Regions from separate parts of the Callithrix jacchus genome. Here region 1 is linked to region 2. The links are chromatin contacts, called in public Hi-C maps. All regions are on one chromosome and are shown on one strand. The core of a region is the stretch at or near the end of the contact, and the rest is flanking DNA. Distances in the headings are between cores, read along the strand shown.

Evidence for each region. A called contact is a pair of places that touch in the nucleus more often than the background predicts.
Region 1: a Hi-C map of induced pluripotent stem cells shows a contact between it and region 2, with 2.6 times the contacts expected there. The contact joins two enhancer-like sites. A contact is called at or near these places in 3 of 3 Hi-C or Micro-C datasets (induced pluripotent stem cells and skeletal muscle).

Annotation. Positions count from the first base shown.
Region 1 is chr7:30,493,734-30,498,315 of calJac240_pri, reverse strand. It overlaps the pseudogene LOC108592405. Among named protein-coding and RNA genes, the nearest start is that of MAP3K8, 120 kb to the right of the region's middle. Within about 2 kb of position 2,770, at least 5 of the 16 cell types and tissues checked have an H3K27ac peak or open chromatin away from gene starts, as enhancers often do.
Region 2 is chr7:30,350,071-30,355,391 of calJac240_pri, reverse strand. The region is part of intron 1 of MTPAP (mitochondrial poly(A) polymerase); the gene reads left to right. Among named protein-coding and RNA genes, the nearest start is that of MTPAP, 20 kb to the left of the region's middle. Within about 2 kb of position 3,726, at least 2 of the 16 cell types and tissues checked have an H3K27ac peak or open chromatin away from gene starts, as enhancers often do.

The sequences.
Region 1 (4,582 bases), core at 1,521-4,020, 140 kb before region 2:
TGCCAGTTAGGGTTGCCAGGCTTAGCAAATACATCTGCAATATTTGAGGCATGCTTCTACTAAGCTGTGCAATGTTTAGGATATCTAATACCAAAAAAAAAAATGTTGTCAATCTGAAACTCAAATTTAACCAGCATCCTGTATTTTCTCTGGCACCCCTACTCCCCATGACTCTCTGGAGCTGAGAGGCGAGAGGCCAGCTGGGAAAGAGGTCTAGCAGTCCCTGCCTCAAACTTCGGCTAAAGAGACAAGAGCTGCCCTGGAGAGCTGGTTGCTGGGGAGCTGGATGCTCTCTTCGTTCCCAGAACCAAATGGTTCCTCAAGTCTTCCCCAGTCCCCGCTTCTCCTGAGTAAGGAGAATTATATTTAGGGTTAGGAAAACACTAATATGACTTTTATACTGATGATCTACCAGATCTGCTAATTTTAAAGTGAAACGGGGAGATACAGAACCTTTGTGATCCCAAGAGAAAGGCTGCATGAGGCTGTAGGGTTCCCTGATGATGCTAATCGCAGAGTCAGGGCACGACGGCGGGAGCTTAGGGAACATCCACTGCACCAGCCCATCTTACCTAGGATAGGACTTAACAAAGAGTTAGTAGCACACTTACAATTTATTCTTTAACAGGAAAGGAAACTTTGAAGAGGAACTTCCACTTCCTACAATTGAGCCTGGAAGGTTGAGGCTTCAATGAGCTGTGATCGCACCATTGTGCTCCAGCGTGGGCAACAGAGAAAGACCCCGTCTCAAAAAAAAAACCCCAAAATGTATACACATGGACATAGAGTGTGAAATGACAGAGATTGGAGACTTACAAGAAGGCAGGTGATGAGAAATTACTTAATAGATACAGTGTACATTATTCGGGTGATGGATATGCTAAAAGCCCTGACTTCACCACTGTGTAATATATCCCTGTAATAAGTCACACTTGTACCCCATCCATTCATACAAATAAACGATCTTTTAAAGAAGACAATAATTGCAACCCTTGTTCCAGGGCCTCACAGCATTTCATACCACTTGGGCAAAATAACATGCATTCTTATTGGGCAACTGGCACTTTGGGCACTTTTGGCGAGTGACTGAATTTTGGAAGGTCCTCATCATCTGTGTTTTTTTTTTTTTCCACTTTTCCAAAGAGTTTTTGTTAGCAGTTAAGTCATGATTTAGGATCCCGGGGTGGGGATCACTGGGTACTTGGTCCGCCTTTCCCACCCTGGGAGAAGGACGGGAGGCACAGGAGAGCATGGTGCAGCCAGTTCAGACCATCCCAGGAAATATGCCTTCAGCCGGGCGCTCGTCCCAGGCTGTGACCCAGGACATAGGGCAGAGGGACTTGTACACACGCCAGTAGTATTCACACACAGAGACGCCACCCTCTTTGGTGGTCACTGCCTTCTCACAGAGGCGGAAGTCCAGGTAGTTCTGCTAGCAGTTCCTGCTCTGGTTCCGGTTGGGAAGGGGCTGTCAAAAGGGGCGGTCTTGTAGTTCTTGATTTTGGTCTTGACGTCTTCCTCCATGGTGCTGAATCCTGAAGGCACCCGAGATGCCCCTTGCAGCTCAATGTGACCCTCAGCAAAGACGCCAGAGTCAGGAGGGAAGTGGAACTCCATCCTCTCTCTTAGCTGAAATCTCTTTTGATGATCAGGTTACCCAATGCAAGTATAATTGTATGGATCAGAAAGGACCCTTTGTTTCCCACAATTAAGTAAGTACACTAGCTTTGCAAAAGCATCTTCAACCTCTATCAGGCTACAGAGATTCCACCGTTCTCCTGCCAACTCCAATCTTGGCACTGCCTCTACACCTGCAGGGGCCACTGCCCCCTCCTCTCTGTGGCATCTGCTTCCACGCTGCTAATCTCTTTCCTTTATTATTATTTTTATTTATTTTTCTTATTTACTTTTTGTCCTTCTCCTTTTTTTTTTTTCTGAGACACAGTCTCACTCTGTCACCCAGGCTGGAGTGCAGTGGTGCAGTCTTGGCTCACTGCAACTTCCACCTCCAGGGTTCAAGCAATTCTCATGTCCCAGCCTCCCGAGTAGCTGAGATTACAGACGCGAACCACCACGCTCAGCTTGTGTGTATTATTAGTAGAGATGGAGTTTTACCATGGTGGCCAGGCTGGTCTCAAACTCCTGGCCTCAGGTGATCCACCCACCTCAGCCTCCAAAGTGCTGGGATTACAGGCGTGAGCCACCACACCCGGCCATTATTTACTTTTTGTCCTTCTAATCCTTGGAACCTGTGAATCGTTTTTCCTTATTTGTTTATTTAATTATTTATTTCTTATTATGCTGCGAATCTTATTTCCTCTGGGTAGCAGAGACAATTGATTCTGCAAATGTGTGGCTTCCCACGGACACCCAAGGAAAAAATGAAACAGGGCCTGGGAGACATAGGGGCCTGTTACACCATATTCATCTGGGCTGTTCTCATCCACGGACTTTCCATGGAAGCTCTGCAAGTTTCCCTTTCAGTTTCACTGTCCGTTGGCTGCCGCTGCTTGCTTGACTAAGGCCTGTTAGCATGGGTTACGGCTCACCCTAACAGGTTCTTTTTAAAACACTAACAATACAAGCATTCTTCTCATTTCCCCTCTGTTCTTCCTCTTGGAGCTGTTCCCAGCCCTGGTGGCCTTTCTGAAGTGGGAAGCTCCGAAGGTGACTCTGGATTTGCTCACCAGTGTCAGAAATGGAAACAGCTGGGGCACCAGTGCGCTCTTGCTGGTTTCTGAAACTCTGCCTGAATCCCACAGACCTCTGCTTTTCGGGGAGCTGTGGCTGGCTGGGACAGGAGCATGGAGTCTCTCCCTGGAGTCAAAGGAGGCACAGCAGCCAGAGTGGGGCTTAGACATGAGAATGTTACAGTCCAAGAAGCTAGAAGGACCATCTAGAGAGTGACCCAAATGAAAAGTGCAGCGACAGTCAGGCAGCTGTGGCCTGGAGCGAGGTTTCCAGGGTCTTGGGCAATGGAAGTCACAGAGAAGGCCGGAGATGATGGCTTCCAATGGAGTCTGTAATTCACACTTGCTTTCGTGGCCAGTGATGTGAGTGGATGGACGTAACAGTTTATAAGCATCTGGGGGCTATGTGCAAAGACTTCTACTGAGATGATCTTATCTCCTCAGGCACATCTGGGTGTTGGTCTTAACAGCTGAGCACTGGGGTTGGAGTTTTGCCTGAAGGACTCACTGGTGGGGCTGAACCAAGTGTGTTTCATTGGCCATCAGAAAGACCCAGGCAGAATGTCACACTCAGCAGTACAACGAGAACTGGTCCAGTGATTCAGATCTGTGATTCTCAATGGGCAGAGGGCAATTAGTAATGTCTGAAGACTTTTTTTTAATTAAATAGAGACAGGGTCTTGGCTCACTGTAGCCTCCAACTCCTAGGCTCAAGTGATCCTCCTGCCTCAGCCTCCCAAGGAGTTAGGACTACAGGAGTGTGCCCTGCTTAAAGACTTTAAAAGTTGATATATTTTATTTTTAATTTTTTTTTGAGATGTGGTCTCACTCTGTCACCCAGGCTGGAGTGCAGTGGTGTGATCAAGGCTCACTGCAACTTCCACCTCCCCAGATTCAAGCAATCCTCCTGCCTCAGCTTCCTGAGCAGCTGGGATTATAGGCGTGAGCCACCACACAGGCTAATTTTTGCATTTTTGGTAGAGACAGGGTTTTGTCATGTTGACCAGGCTGGTCTTGAATTCCTGAGCTCAAGCAACGCAGCCATCTCAGCCTCCTAAAATGCTGGGACTACAGGTGTGAGCCACCCCAGCTCAGCCTAAGATCACTTTTCATTCTTACAAGTACAGGTTTCTTACAAGTGTACATTGCATAGTGATGAAGCCTTGGCTTCTAGTGTACCTGTCACCTGAACAGTGAGCACTGTTCCCAACAGGTAATTTTCCAGCCCTCACCCCTCACACTGTCCCACCTTTTGGAGTCTCCAATTCTGTGTATCCATGTCTGCCCACTGTTTAGCTCCCACGTATATGTGAAAACATTCTTTATTTGAATCTGTTTCTGAGTGATCTCACGAAGGATAATGGCCTCTAGTTCCATCCATGTTGCTGCAAAAGACATGATTTCATTCTTTTTTATGGCTGAGTAGTATTTCGTGATCTGTGCATGTATATATTATATATAATTATGTAATATATAATGTGTACATATATTATGTACATATTATATAATAATATTTAATAATATATTCATTATATAAACAATATATTGTTATACATACAATTGTCTGTTATGTAATATATTAATATATTATATAACATATAATCAAGGCTCACAGTGGGCAGATATGGACACACAGAATTGGAGACTCCAAACGGTGGGAGAGCAGGAGGGGTGAGGGCTGAAAAATTACCTGTTGGGCACAGTGCTCACTATTCAGGTGACAGGTACACTAGAAGCCAAGCCTTCATCACTATGCAATGTACACTTGTAAGAAACCTGTACTTGTAGGAATGAAAAATGATCTTAGGCTGAGCTGGGGTGGCTCACACCAGTAGTGTATTTTAGGAGGCCAACATGGGTGGGTTGCTTGAGCTCAAGAATTCAAGAACAGC
Region 2 (5,321 bases), core at 2,477-4,976:
CAAGCTTCTGGGCCCCTGCCCGCAAGACTGATGCTGATCACAGTCCTTCCCTTCCCCCTGCTCCCAGTCCAGGCTGGGGAATGGCTTCTGTTTACTGGGTCTCCCCAGCTCAGCTGAGCTCCAGTTCATAGTGAGTTTCATGTTGGGAATCAGCTGAGAGCTGGCCCTGAAGATCCCTGAATAATGCATCAAGGCCCTTCTCCCCTGCAGAGCCATTAGGGTGGGGGTGAGGGGATAGTGCAGAGAGGTCACTGTGTCCCCCTCCCCAGGAAGAATACTAGGGCTCCAGAGGTCTTTGCCCTGGTGTGCATGGGCTGGAGACTCTATGAGTCTCAAGGAAACGATCAAAGGTGGGCGCTTTCCCAGGACTCATCAAGTCATTATAGGATGGGATCGCAGGTGTTCAGTTTGCTTGATAAAGCTCCTTTTCGAAGGACCAGTCCACAGGGCTGGGTGACCCAGTACACAGGTAAACCGGGGTAGGTTTGGGGTGACTACAAAACCAGTACTTCCTCCAAAAGAGGGCAAAGGAGGTTCAGCTTCCAAATAGTCAGACTTTTGCCATCGAAAACTTTAAGAAAAAACTTATTTTTAGCATCCACATAAAAGTTGTGTTGTATGGTTTATGGTTTTCTTTTTATTTTGAATTTTCTCCCCTGTGGAGAAGCCCAAAGCATTTTCAATGCTTAGACCTGGAACAGTCAAAGTCCTTCCTGGAGATCCAGTCACAGCCACGGAAGAGCAAAACTGGGGGCTGCTGAGTTCACTCCACCTGCCCCACCCCGCTCCCAGAGCTCTACAGGCTGGGCAGTCCAGGCCAGTTCAGGCATCCCCCTCCAGTTCTATGAAGAAAGTCTAGGAGTGCAGTGGAGAGTTTCAGAGAAGAAGGGAGGGGATCAGAAGGAGGAGGAGGAGCAGATAGAGGGAGCGGAGGAGGAGGGGGAAGAGAGTGCCAGATGGACAGAAATTTTTGCTCCTTCTGGCACCCTGTCCTTCCCCTAGACCTAACTGAGCCTTCCCAGGTGCTGTGCACGGAATGTTTGTATCCTGCCTGATGGGATTAGTGCCCTTATAAGAAGAAGAAACACAAGCAAGCAGCCTCTCTCTCTCTCTCTCTCTCTCTTTACCATGTGAGGATATAGCAAGGAGGTGTCCATAGGAGAAACCAAGAAGAGAGTTCTTACTCAACCCAAACCATGCTGGCAGCCTGGTCTCTGACTTCCCAGAGCTATGAAAAATAAGTTACTGTCTAAGCCACCTAGCAATTTGTTATAATTTGTTATCGAAGCCGGAGCTAAGGAAGGCACCAGGCCACTATGTGACTTGACTGCCTGCTGTCTCTCTCTTTGCTGTCCAGCCCCTGGGGACGCTGGTTCTCGGCCCCTGATCTGCCTGCTCCTTCCCTGTGTGCTGTCCCCCCCACAGTCTGCAGCTTCTGCTTCTCCTTAGTCCACTGCTCTTGGCCATCTCTTCCACTCGTGACCACTCGCTCCTCGTTCCTTCTGGGATGAGCTCACGCCCTCCTTTTGTGCCAGTTACTATCTGTGGCATGTGCTGCTATAACAAAATGGCTGAGACTGGGTAATGTGTAAAGAAGAAAAATGTATTTCTCACAGTTCTGAGGGGTGGGAAGTTCAAGATCAAGGCTCCAGCAGGTATGTAGTCTAGTGAGGGCTGCTCTCTGCTTCCAAGATGGCGCCTTGAATGCCAAGTCCACCAGAGATGAGGAACGCTGTATCCTAACATGGTGGAAAGGACAGAAAAGCAAAAGAAGAAAACTGAGCTAGGTCGCCGCTTCAAGCCCTTCCATAAGGTCACTAACCCTTTTCATGAGGGGGTCTTCCCTCCAGACTTCGTCATCTCCTAAAGACTCCACCTCTTTGTTTTTTTTTTTTTTTTTTTTGAGCAGGACTCTCACTCAGTCACCAGGCTGGAGTGCAGTGGCGCTATCTCGGCTCACTGCAACCTCCAGCTCCTAGGTTCAAGCGATTCTCAGCCTGCCTCAGCCTCCTGAAGAGCTGGGATTACAAGTGTGTGCCACCATGCCCAGCTAATTCTTTGTATTTTTAGTAGAGACGGGGTTTCACCATGTTGGCCAGGATGGTCTCTATCTCCTGGCCTCCTGATCCACGTGCCTTGGCCTCCCAAAGTGCTGGGATTACAAGTGTGAGCCACCGCACCCAGCCAAGACTCCACCTTTTATTACTATCACGTTGGGGTTTAAGTTCCAATATGAATTTTGGGGAAGACACAAATATTCCAACCATAGCAAATATACTTTACTAAAAAAAAAAAAAAAAAAACAAAAAAGCTGGGTGCAGTGGCTCATGCCTGTAATCCCAGCACTTTGGGAGGCTGAGGCTGTGGATCACGAGGTCAAGAGATCGAGACCATCCTGGTCAACATGGTGAAACCTCGTCTCTACTAAAAATACAAAAAATTAGCTGGGCATGGTGGCGCATGCCTGTAGTCCCAGCTACTCAGGAGGCTGAGGCAGGAGAATTGCCCGAACCCAGGAGGCGGAGGTTGCGGTGAGCCGAGATTGCGCCATTGCACTCCAACCTGGGTAACAAGAGCGAAACTCCGTCTCAAAAAAAAAAAAAGGAAAATCTCGTCTCTAAACATGATATTTTGAGTTTATCTATTTACAGCCTAAATTTCCACTTGCTTACATATATATTTGTGACCACGAGTGTCATTCTTAGCTGAGAAAAGTTTCGGTCAAATTATTTTAAAAGTCTAACATTATCTATTAATATCTTACTTGGATAAGATCAAATTTCTAACCTAGATTTTAGGTTAAGACAGAAACCCATAGTCATTTGTTGCAATGTGAGAATGACAGAGATATTAATCAGCAGAATCCAACTATAAAAATAAATGTGAGGGCACAATTCTCTACTAATGACTCCCCCAGATAAATCATTACTTGGCTAGCAATGAATCAACTAAAAACGGAAGTGAGAACAGTTGGAGTCCTTTTGGCAATGGATGGATGTTTATGAGCCTGTTAAGTGAAGAGAGATCAGAAACAAGCGATAAATGGCACGCTAATTGGGGGTTGAATGGAGTAATGGGATGATCTGGGAAATATAAGCATCCTGCTTAATGGGGCTTGTCTACTTGCAATTCGATAAACTAATATACGTGAATTCAAAGAGATAAAGGACATGAGCACTCAGAACAAAATCACAGGAATAAATTAAGAAAGAGGTACCAAAATGTAGATAAGGGCCACTGTTCCACATCTGACATCCTTAATTCTTGAGTCATGGGGATGGTAAGGTACAGACCAGAGTCTTCTGACTAGAAGCTAAAACCAGCCTTTGGGGTGACTTCAGAGACTGCTGAGATTCAAGGTGCGAAAGCAGATGTTGGATGGCCGAAAATATCCCGAATGCGAGGGCATTTTCAAAGGCTGTGGTGCTCGGGGAAAAAGAATGCTGTGTGTTTAAAAAGAAAAGAAAAGAAAAAAAAAAGAAAGAAAGAATGGAAACAAGGAGGAAACACTGACCGGAGCATAGGGTGACCATATGTTCTGGTTTGCAAGGTACAGCTAAGGTTCTGTCTGCTGTCGCGGTGCAATTATAATAGCGGCCCTTTCACTTTCCAAAGTGTCTGGTTTTGGATGATAAATCATATGATCGCCCTACCAAAGAGGGGAAATCAGCCAGAAGACCCAGGGTGTCGATTTCAAAGGGTGTGGGCTGATCCACAGTCGCTTTCCTGCCGCCGCCCAGCTGAGTGATGTGCACCACCTCTGCCTCGACTTACCCCCCTGCCGGGGTCTCCAGGAAGGCTGGAGCAAAATCCTCGGCTTCCGCGCTGCTCTGGTGCCACCTGCTGGTTATGTGGGGGAGCTGCTTCTCTCCAACCCACTACTCGTCACCCCGCCTCCCCACCCCGATCCCGGACAGCCTTTACTTGGCCAAAAGACATTCAGAGCACGCGAAGCCCTGGCTGGGGAGTAGGCTGGACCCTCAGTGAAGCCCGCGCTACAGAATCAGACGGGCTTAAACTAACAAAGCCAAGCTCCTCCTCTTCTACCCACTGCTGTCCTGTCTCATTTTGTAGAGGAGAAATTGAAGCTCAATTCAGAATTTTCATTGGTAGGATTGTGAGGCATATAGCTGCACTCTCCCAGGTGCCATTGCCAACATCTGTCTTTCCTGTAATACATTAGGTTAGTGGGGAAGCAAGAGAACTTAAGCTTACCAAGCGCCTACTGTGTACGGGGCAGAGTGGGCACTTTTCTCTCCAGCTTGGTAATTGATGGGAAATAGGTGATTATACACCTGGGATATAGGATCAGAGTGGGCTTGTGATGTGCTCACAGTCTCTCAGTTGAAACTAGAACTCAGGGGTCTTTGACTGTAAAGCTAGTGCTTGTTCTGGGTCGCCAGCTTGAGCAATAGTTGCAAAATGCAAAAAACACCATGAAAATCTAATATTGATCCATATACAACTGTATTGCAAACAAAAACACAGAGTGTCTTCATGGGGGTGAGAGGGAGATAGGGAGATTATCTCAATTCTATGTAACCTGGGAATTCTCCGAGGAAAATGAATGAAGCGTGACTGAGTGCAATTTGTCTGATAAAATCTGTCAGAATGTGGGGCCTTGTGGGTCCTGAGTGAAGGTAAGAATCCATGATGCTGGACATTTCCTAAGGTGTTCTTTATGAAATTACTCAGGGTGGCGGGGTGAGGTGGCTCACACCTGTAATCCCAGCACTTTGGGAGGCTGAAGCAGGCGGATCACGAGGTCAGGAGTTCAAGACCAACCTGGCCAATATGGTGAAACTCCGTCTCTACTAAAAATACAAAAACTAGCCAGGCGTGGTGGCATGCGGCTGTAGTCCCAGCTACTCGGGAGGCTGAGGCAGGAGAATTGCTTGAACCCAAAAGGCAGAGGTTGCAGTGAGCCAAGATTGTGCCACTGCACTCCAGCCTGGGCAACAGAGGGAGACTGTCTCAAAAAAAAAAAAAAAAAAAAAAAAAAGAAAGAAAGAAAGAAAGAAAAGAAAGAAATTACTTAAGGCCTCAGTGCAAAACCCCATGTCTACAAAAAATACAAAAATTAGCCAGATGTGGTGGTGTATGCCTGTGGTCCCAGCCACCCAGGATTCTGAGGTGGGAGGTTGACCCAAGCCTTGGAAATCAAGGCCACAGCAAGCTTTGATTATGCGACTGTACTCCAGCCTGGATGACAGGGTAAAACCCCATCTCAAAACAAACAGGGGCTCAGCACAATAATTTTTGCAGTGTCGTGGGTCTCCAAAGATCTTAACTTAGGCGCTAAACTCAGATTAAGATTAGTG